3 separate regions of the Sus scrofa genome follow, and all the other regions are linked to region 1. The links are chromatin contacts, called in public Hi-C maps. All regions are on one chromosome and are shown on one strand. Each heading gives the region's core, a stretch centred on a gene start, on an enhancer-like site or on the middle of the called end of the contact. The rest is flanking DNA. Distances are from core to core; before and after follow the strand shown. Region 1 holds the start of CDC42EP5 (cdc42 effector protein 5). Region 2 holds the start of MBOAT7 (lysophospholipid acyltransferase 7). Region 3 holds the start of PRKCG (protein kinase C gamma type).

The links. A called contact is a pair of places that touch in the nucleus more often than the background predicts.
Region 2: a Hi-C map of embryonic fibroblasts shows a contact between it and region 1, with 1.7 times the contacts expected there. The contact joins the promoter of MBOAT7 here to the promoter of CDC42EP5 in region 1. A contact is called at or near these places in 1 of 5 promoter capture datasets (fetal liver) and 1 of 47 Hi-C or Micro-C datasets (embryonic fibroblasts).
Region 3: a Hi-C map of liver shows a contact between it and region 1, with 4 times the contacts expected there. The contact joins the promoter of PRKCG here to the promoter of CDC42EP5 in region 1. A contact is called at or near these places in 3 of 47 Hi-C or Micro-C datasets (embryonic fibroblasts, heart right ventricle and liver) and 1 of 2 datasets of contacts at active chromatin or transcription factors (skeletal muscle).

What each region holds. Positions count from the first base shown.
Region 1 is chr6:58,850,968-58,853,759 of Sscrofa11.1, forward strand. CDC42EP5 (cdc42 effector protein 5) reads left to right here and starts at 1,459. Exons shown (of 3, transcript XM_021094975.1): 1 at 1,459-1,994; 2 at 2,237-2,393.
Region 2 is chr6:55,938,062-55,940,853 of Sscrofa11.1, forward strand. It overlaps MBOAT7 (lysophospholipid acyltransferase 7), which reads left to right and starts at 1,395. Exons shown (of 8, transcript XM_003127417.5): 1 at 1,395-1,946; 2 at 2,599-2,677; 3 at 2,783-2,792. The coding sequence starts at 2,602. TSEN34 (tRNA-splicing endonuclease subunit Sen34) reads right to left here and starts at 1,426. Exons shown (of 5, transcript XM_021094875.1): 1 at 1,150-1,426; 2 at 1-143. The coding sequence starts at 139.
Region 3 is chr6:56,234,217-56,237,008 of Sscrofa11.1, forward strand. It overlaps PRKCG (protein kinase C gamma type), which reads right to left and starts at 1,467. Exons shown (of 19, transcript XM_021094907.1): 1 at 1-1,467. MYADM (myeloid-associated differentiation marker) reads right to left here. Exons shown (of 6, transcript XM_021094908.1): 6 at 2,090-2,792.

The DNA.
Region 1 (2,792 bases), core at 209-2,708:
GGTGGCTACAGCTCCTATTAACTCCTAGCACCTGGGAACCTCCATGTGCTGTGGGAGTGGCCAGAAAAGACAAAAAGACAAAAAAAAATATATATATATATATATAGTGTAAATATATTCTAATATACTTAAATTATACATCTGAAATCTTACGTTGTAGGTAGATTTTACATTCTAAGTTATATGTTTCTATTTATACCTGCCCATATCTTTACATGCATTTCTATTGTTCATTTTACATACACACACGTGTTCTTTTTCGGATTCTTTTCCCTTATAGGTTATGACACAATATCCACTATAGTTCCCTGTTCTCTGCCATAGGTTCTTATCATTTATCTGCTTTATCTGCAGCAGTGTGTAGCCGTTGATCCCAAGCTCCTAATGTGTTATCAAGGAAGGCATTAACCCACATCTATTACCAATGTATGTACAGCTGTATCACCTCTATTATCCAGATGGGGCCTGATCTAGTCCCATGAGCCCTAGAAGCAGCGGACCTTCTCCGGCTGGAGGCAGGAGGAAGTGCCACAGGCCTGCAAACCGGGGAGATGTGCAGCATGAGGAGGGGCTCAGCCCACCGCTGCCAGAGGAGAGACACATGGAAAGTAGCAGGAGGATGCAGGCGGCATCTCGGAGCCAGTTAGCCCCCAGCTGGCAGCTTAAGGGGCACAAGATTTCCTTTTGAGGTAATGAAAGTGGTTTGGAATTAGATAGAGGCCGTGGGTACACAACGTTGTGGCTGTACTAAATGCCACTTTAAAATGATTAAAGTGGGGAGTTCCCTTGTGGAGTAGCAGGTTCAGGAGCTGGTGGTGGCACCGCAGCAGCTTGGTTGGTTGCCGCTGCGGCGTGGGTTGGACCGCTGGCCTATGAACTTTCGCCTGCCGTGGGTGTGGTAAAAACAAAAAACTACCTTGGTGACCAAGTTTAGGGTGATTATTCCCCCACCTTCCCTTTTGCCTTGTATGTGAGTCCCAGGCTTAGTCCAGTCTGGCTCCTGACTGGATCCTGGAAGGAACCCTTTACCACTCAGACCTGACTCTGTTATTCCTGCTCAGTACCCTGCCCTCACCAAAGAACAAACCCCAAGCTCCCCGTGGCTTTCCGGCTGAACTCTCCAGGCACACCAAGCCCCATGCCATGCCTTAGTGCCCTCCGCTCCACCCTGAAGCCCAGCCTGCTCTGGATAGACTTCCTCACCTCCTCAGCCCCGGGAACTCCCACTCCTCCTTGGGGATTCAGTTCAGGGTTTAAGCCACACTTCCTGGTTATCAGTTAAACTCTCTCACCGTCCCAGCAGCAGCTCACAGCCGAGCCAGCCTCCTTCTGGGGACCCAGCTCTCTAAGGTCAGGACCCCCCCACCCTGGCCCCCAAGAGATCCTCCTAACACTCTAGTCTGACTCTGCTTGTCACTGCCAGGCACACTCGGTGATGGAATGACCTTTCTAGGGATGAGGCACTCCAGGCAAGGACTTCCATCTCGGGAGCTCTGCAAAGCAGTGGGGAGGCGGCCCCTCTTAGTTCACCTCCGTCCTTTGGCTGGTCTCACTGCCCGACCTCAGGCTCTCTCTATCTCCAGCTGGCTCTCTATCCGCCCCCACACTCCCCCAACAGCTGCAATCTGGAAGAAATTACTCTTCAAAACAGCCAGACTTCCCCAGTTTCAGGAAATTCCAAGCTGGCAGGGGGAGGGGCCGGGCTGGGGGGCCGCCCTCCCCGTCCATCCCCCACCCCCTCGGCCTGATCTCCCAGTCCCAGCCTCTTCCGGCCCCCACACTCAGCCAGGAGGGGCCTCAGTGCTTCCACAGCTGCTCTCTGGCCCTTTAAATCCTAGAAGCAAACTTTTGGGGGAAAAGGACGGCTGGGAGGGGCCTGCACCTTAACCCTCCCTGCCCAGGGCGGACGGAGCTGGACGGAGCGGTAACTCTGCTCCGGTTTGGGCTCCTACCATGGCCCCCGAGAGGGGCTGACACTTCCGTTCCTGGTGCAGGTAGAGGAGGGACTCGATGCCAGGGTCTGCCAGGGGTGGGTCTTAGACCTCTGGGTCTGTGGGCGGAGGGACGGGGACCTGGACTCCTAGGTCCGGCGAGGGAGGGGGGCTAGGACCCCTGACTTCTGGAGCTAGGACTCCAGCAAGCTCAGAGGGGGGAGGCCTGAGGAGGTGGCACTGTGGTCCCGGACACCTGGGTCCTGGATCCCCCGCCCGGTTCCGCATGGCACTTCCTCTGCCAGGTGAGATCCCCGCCCGGAGGAAGAAGGAAGGCGCCGACCTGGGACCAGGAGGCGGAGGCAGGCTCCGAACCAAGGAGAGGTGGCCGGGGTTGGGGGGTGGTCTCGGCTTGAGCCTGAGCCTGAGCGCACGCCTGCCCGCTTCAGCAAGGACTGCGAGGTAAGGGGCAGTGGTGGCTTAGGGTCCCTGGTCAGGTCCGGAGGAAAACGGTACAGACGGCCAAAGGGGCTGCGGCCGCTGAAATCCAGGCCTCAGCCACGTGGCCTCAGGAAGCACGCACTGGAGCCCCAAAGGGATCTGGGGAGTCCCCCCGCCCCGTCGGGGCCCCAGCCACCCAGTCGCCTCTTCCAAAGGGCTGAGAACCAGTCCGGCTGGATCTGGAGGGGTTGTTCTGTCTAGGCGGGGCAGCGGTGGGCCAGCTGTGCCCCCCACCTCTGCAGCTGGAGCCTGGGCAGGAAAGGGGCGGGGGGCGGATGGAGGCGGGAGGAGGGCAGCTTGGGGCGGGGGGGGGGGGGGGGGGGGCGGTGCACGCGCAATCGCCGGGTCCCGGTCCCATCC
Region 2 (2,792 bases), core at 145-2,644, 2.9 Mb before region 1:
CCAGGCGCGAGTTTTGGCGGGGCCCGCGGGGCAGGGCGCCCACCGTGCGGCCCCCTACTCCTAGGCGTTCGCGTAGCGCCTGCACGGCCTCGGCCCCCCACACCAGGGAGCGGCCATTCGCCACCTCCACCACCAGCATCCTCCTGCGGGAGGCCAGGGGCACAGTAGTCACGCCAAGAGCTGCAAGCTCTCGACACCCAGCGCTCCCACCTCCCGGGGAGGGGGTGGTGGGTCTGGACAAAGCCCCTCCCTCGAGTTTCAGGGGGTGGAGCCTCGCTCGGGCCGCGTTCGCCACCTGCGGAGCGGGCCCCGCCCCCTGGGCACCAGGCTCCACCCCGGGCGAGCCCGCCAGGCCCCGGGCGTGACCGAGCCGCCGGGTCCGAGGGACCCAGCGGTCAGCCCTCGGGTCTGGGCTAGTACTGCTGTCCCGGCCTCCGCGCCTCGACGGAAAACCTGCCCTAGCGCAGACCACGCCCTCTTCGAAAGGTTCATCTCGGCAGCGCCCTTCGGGTGTTCCCGTCAGGTGCCGGGACCTCGGAGGCCAAAGCCCCGCCCTCCTCCGGTGGCTCGGGACCTGGCCCCTCCTCTTTCCGAACCAACTCCCGAGGTTCGGCCTCGGGTTCTTCCCGCTGAGTCGCGCTCTCCAAATACGAAGCCCCGCCCCTGCCCGAGTGTTCGGCCGTCCTCGGCTCAGCCGAACCTGCAGCCCCGCCCCTCCGAACCCAAGGGGTACTGCGTTCGAGTGTCTTCGGCTCCCGTCAATCCCACAGCCTGAGGCCCGGCCCCCTCTGGCCGCCAGCGCTCCCCTAGTTTAGGGAGTTCCCGCCGCGCGATCGAACCCCACAGCCGGCGGCCCAGTCCCCTGAGCACATGCTGTTCGTTCTCCGCTCGGGCGGGCTCACCCCACTGGCGAGCGCTCCCTTCAGAATGTGGCCCCGTCCTCTGATAAAACCAGCTAGTCACCTCGTAAACACCAGCTCGCTGTCCCGGCGGTGCCACCCCCTACGTCGCGCGCCACGCGCTGCTTCCTCCACCCCCCATGTCGACCCCCTGCGTCGATTTCGTCACGCCGCCACCTCAGCGGAGCGGGAAGTCTGGGACCCGCCCCACAGGGCCGTAGCCCCGTCTTGCCCTAAAGCGGAGCCTCACCTCCGGCCAGCCCCTCGAAGCCCACCTCCCTCCACCGATTCTGTTCCGCGACTTAGAAATGGGAGGCTCCGTGCGCTGGCCCCGCCCCCTTTGCCCGAGGCCCCGCCCCCTTTAGACCGAGGGGCGCTGTTTGCTCCACCCCCTCAGAGTTCTTCTGAGCCCTGCCTCTTTCCTGTTGGCCAAGTCCGTGGCTCGGCCTCCCTCCTACACAGGAGACTTTGCCTATCAGCAACCCGATTGGGGTGGGACTGTCACTTGCACACGACTACCTCCGAAGGAAACCGACGCGGTGGCTCCGCCTACATCCGGCGAAGCTTTTGGCCCCGCCCACATCCGGACAGAGACTTTCGGCTTGTGGCCCCGCCTCCAAGCCGCCTCCCATCTCTGCTCCGAGGAACCTGAAGTGGAGGCCCCGCCTCATTCCGAGCGCTGAGCTCCAGGCTCCGCCCTCCTTCTCACGTCTGGTCGCGTCCCTAAGAGGCGGAAGCTTCTGGCCCCTCCCCTTTCCGAGCCCGAAACCCCGCCCTTTTGCGTGCCAGTGACTCTTGACCAAGAGTCCTGGTCCAGCAGCTGACTCCTGCTGCCTGCTCTTAGTCCAGGCTTCTTCTCTGCGCAGCCGGGAACCTACCCGGCGCTGCGCACCCGGCCCGACACGGCGCAGCCGAACCGGCCCCCAAAGAGGCGGGGGTAGCGGAGGCGTGCTGGGCGGGGTAGGCGTGGCTGGCCCCGCCGGGCCCGCGCGCTGGGACTGCTTGGCCGCCTCCTCCCCTGCTGGCGGCGTGGAGTCGCGGGCCCAGGTGAGCTGGGGTGTAGAGGCGCCCCGGAGACCGGGAGGGGTCTGGACAGTGCGTGGGTTCGCTGCGGATCGGTGGGTCGATGGGCTGCGGGGGCGGTGCCTGGAGCGCGGAGGAGCTCTGGAGTGGCGTAACCGCCTGTGGCTTTGCCTGGGCCCATCTGACACGCGCTTGGTGCACGCAGCCGGCGCGGGGTTGGGGCTAGGGAGCGGGGCGCGCTCTCGGGGCTTTAGATGAGAGAAGGAACCCAACCTCCGAAAGAGGTGGAGGCTGGAGGCCTGCCTCGAAGAAGGAAGGGCTGGAGGTCTGGAGAGCTGGGTTCTCACTGGGGGAGGGGGAATAAGAGAGGGACTCTGTTCCTGGATCCTCGAAGCTGGAGAGGAATGGAAGATTTGAATTTGTGGGTTCTCAAAGGAGAAGAGGACTGGGACCCCGGGTTCTCAAAAGAGAACTTCTGGGAGTGGCTTCCTTTATCCTGGGAGGAAGGACCTGGAGGTCGGGATTCCTGTGTTCTCAGGGAAGAGGAGCTGAGGATAGGACTCCGTGATCCTCTACAACTGGGAACCAGGGGAGCGGATTCCTGAATCCTCCAAGGGGGAGGGGCTGGGGGCCCAGACTCCGGGGTTCTCACTGTGAACCTCCGCCCCTCCCCCAGAACATGTCACCCGAAGAATGGACATATCTAGTGGTTCTTCTTATCTCCATCCCCATCGGCTTCCTCTTTAAGAAAGCTGGTGAGTCAGTTTCCCTCCCCAGTGGAAAATAAGGGGGGGGGGGCGACCTGAGTTGGGGGGGACCCCTGGAATGTTCCATGCTTATGCTGTGCCTTCTCCCTGCAGGACCCGGGCT
Region 3 (2,792 bases), core at 217-2,716, 2.6 Mb before region 1:
TCTCTCCCTCCCTCTGCGTCTTTCTCTTTGAGAGGCAATCTCTGTCTCTCTCCCTGTCTCTTTCTCTACGTCCTCTTCTATTTCCCTCTGATTCTCTCCCCTCCTCTCTGTGTCCATGTCTTTGCAGATGCTTCAGTGTCTGTCTCTCTCCCTTCCTATCTCTACGAATCTCTCTCTGTTCGTGCTTACCTCTTTCTCTCTATCGCTGGGGGTCTCTATCTAAATGTTTAAGTTGATCTCTCTCCCTCTCCTCCCCAGCTCTATCTTTGTCCCTTCCTCACCTACTCTATTTGTCTCTCTGGCTCTCCTTCTCGTCTCTGGGGGGTCCCTCCCTTCCTCCACGTCTCTCTGTGATTCAGTCTCTGTTCCTCGCTGGCTTGGGAATGCCCTGTGCGTCTCTGTCTGGGGGTTGGCAGGGTCTCTCCGAACGTTGTCCTTGTCGGTTTCCTCCTGTCTCTCCCCTCCGTCGCCCCAACTGCGTCTCTGCCTCTCTCTGGTGGCTCTCGATTCCTCCCCCGGCTGGCCACAGCGTCTTCGTCCAGGCTCCAGGGAGACCCGCACTGTTGCCAAGGGCAACCATGGCCCGCCCGCGGCTGCGGGGTGCAATGCATTCTGGGACTTGTAGTCTGGACCTGCGGATCGGCTGTTCTCGCAACTCGGCCGAGAACTTCCTCTCCCGGCACGCCCCGCGAATAGGGGCGGGGCGCTGCCGTGGAGCCTGGGGATTCGGGACACCCCCCACTTCTTCTTTGGGACTTTTGGGGGTCGGGGTCCGGCTTCCCGAAGCCGAATGGGAGATGAAAGAATCCGAATCCTCTCCTAACCCCCCAACATGGTGTCTCCTGGCTTTCTAGCCCCCCTCAAGGCGTCCGCCGAGGCCCAGGACAGAGGATAGGGGCCGGGGTGGCCCGGACAACCGATCTGGGAATCCCACCGCGCTCTGTTCCAGTTCTGCTTGGGTTCTTTCCCGAGCCACGAGCCTATCATCCTCGGGTTCTACAGCTACTGTGTCAGATGCCTTCCAGACAGAGTTCAAGCTTGGGATGGGGGAGACGTGGGGGGGCGCGATGTCCTCTGAGAAGGTAGGGACTGGAGTAGGTCAGAATTCTGGAGTGGATACTGCAGAGATGGAAAGGAGGCTTTTCCTAACCACAAAGACATGCCCCTGCTCTAGTTAGCCCTCCCCCACTTCTCCAGCGGGACCCTTCCCTCCCTTGCAGTGTCTCTTCCCAATTGCTTTTGCCGATGTAGGTGGTGCAAGAAATGGGTTGCATGATCCCGGAATTTGCCCAGATTCATGTTTCTTTGGGATTCTCATCAGGCCGGAGAAACAAAATTACCTGTGAGAGATTCATTGCGGAGGAATTCATTTGCTCATCAGGGTGTTCTCTTGACCAGGTGTGTCAAGGAGCTTAGAACTGAGGGTAAAACGGAGCTGGGAGTGGGGATACAGGCAGGATCAGATGCTGAAGGCCTTGACTGAGGGCCGTTGGTATTACCTGTGGGCCACCTGGAGTAGGATCTAGAAGGATTTGAGCAGGGGAGGGCAGGATCAGATCTGGACGTTGAAAGCAGAGTATCCCTCCAGGAGGGCCAGGATGTGCTAGAGGTGGGATGAAGGAGGCCAGGGCCATAGCTCAAATGAAACAAAATGAAAGGAACTTGTGGAGAATGGGACAGATAAAAATAGGATTTAAGAGGAGGAAGAGACAGTATGTGACCAGCCACTGACTGACTGGTAAGAACGAGTGCCTGGGTTTTCAGCCCTGAGAGCTTATTCCTGAGAAGTGGGGAGCCAGAAAAGCACTGATTTTGGAGGAAAGATGCTGCACATTGAGAACAAAACACTGAATTTCTGAAGTGCTCATGCAACTTCCACAAAGGAGAAATCTTGTTCATTTCTATTCCAACTAGCTCTCCTGATTTGAGTGAGTAATTTAGAAAATCCAGACACAGGTAGTCCATCTCCCCTACCCCTCCTCATGAGACCAAAGTTCTCTTGGCTCCAGCCCCTTTCTCCTACCAGACGCAGGAATCTGGGCCTTGCCCTCTTTTCTGGAGCCCATCCCGATAATAAAGCAAGCACAAGTCTTTCTTTTATCTTTATATTGAGTTTTTTTAAAAAATGAACATGATGGATGTGGGAGAAGGGACAAGGCTTCTCTCTCTGATTGACAGCAAGGCCTGATGGGAACCAGAAGCTCCGGGGAATTAAAAAAAAATAAAATATATATTTATACATTTATATAGATCATGTTAGGCGTGTGAGTCCCAGAGAAGCAGGAAGCAGCAGCAGAAAGCAAACTAGCACGCAGAAACACGTGTGTGCACCACACACTCAAGCAAGGCAATTCTTTTCACATTGGCACAGCAACCATTCCCCACCCCCCGAAATAAATGTTTTGAAAAAAAAAAAAAAAAAGAATATCAGCTTAATATCAGCTTTAAGGCTGGCAGTGGCCATTTTTTTTCTTCTCCGGCAAAAGGCAGGAGATACTATTTTTAACACTGAGGCTGGAGGGCGGCATCACTGCCCCTCACACCTATTTCACTCCAAGACCCTGCACTTTTTGCCAGCTCCTTTTTTGGCACCTCAGGGAGTAGCCGGGATGGAAGGCCTCCAGTCCTTGCTTCCTTTAAGATGGCCTGTAGGCAGTGGGCTTTTGGAAGCTCGGCAAAAATTCTGGATCCAATCCCAGGCGAGGCTGAGCACCAGGTGGGGCCTAGGGCGCCAGGATCTATGCTTGAAGCCTCCAGCCCACTGGGAATTCCTGACCTCCAGCATTTTATTT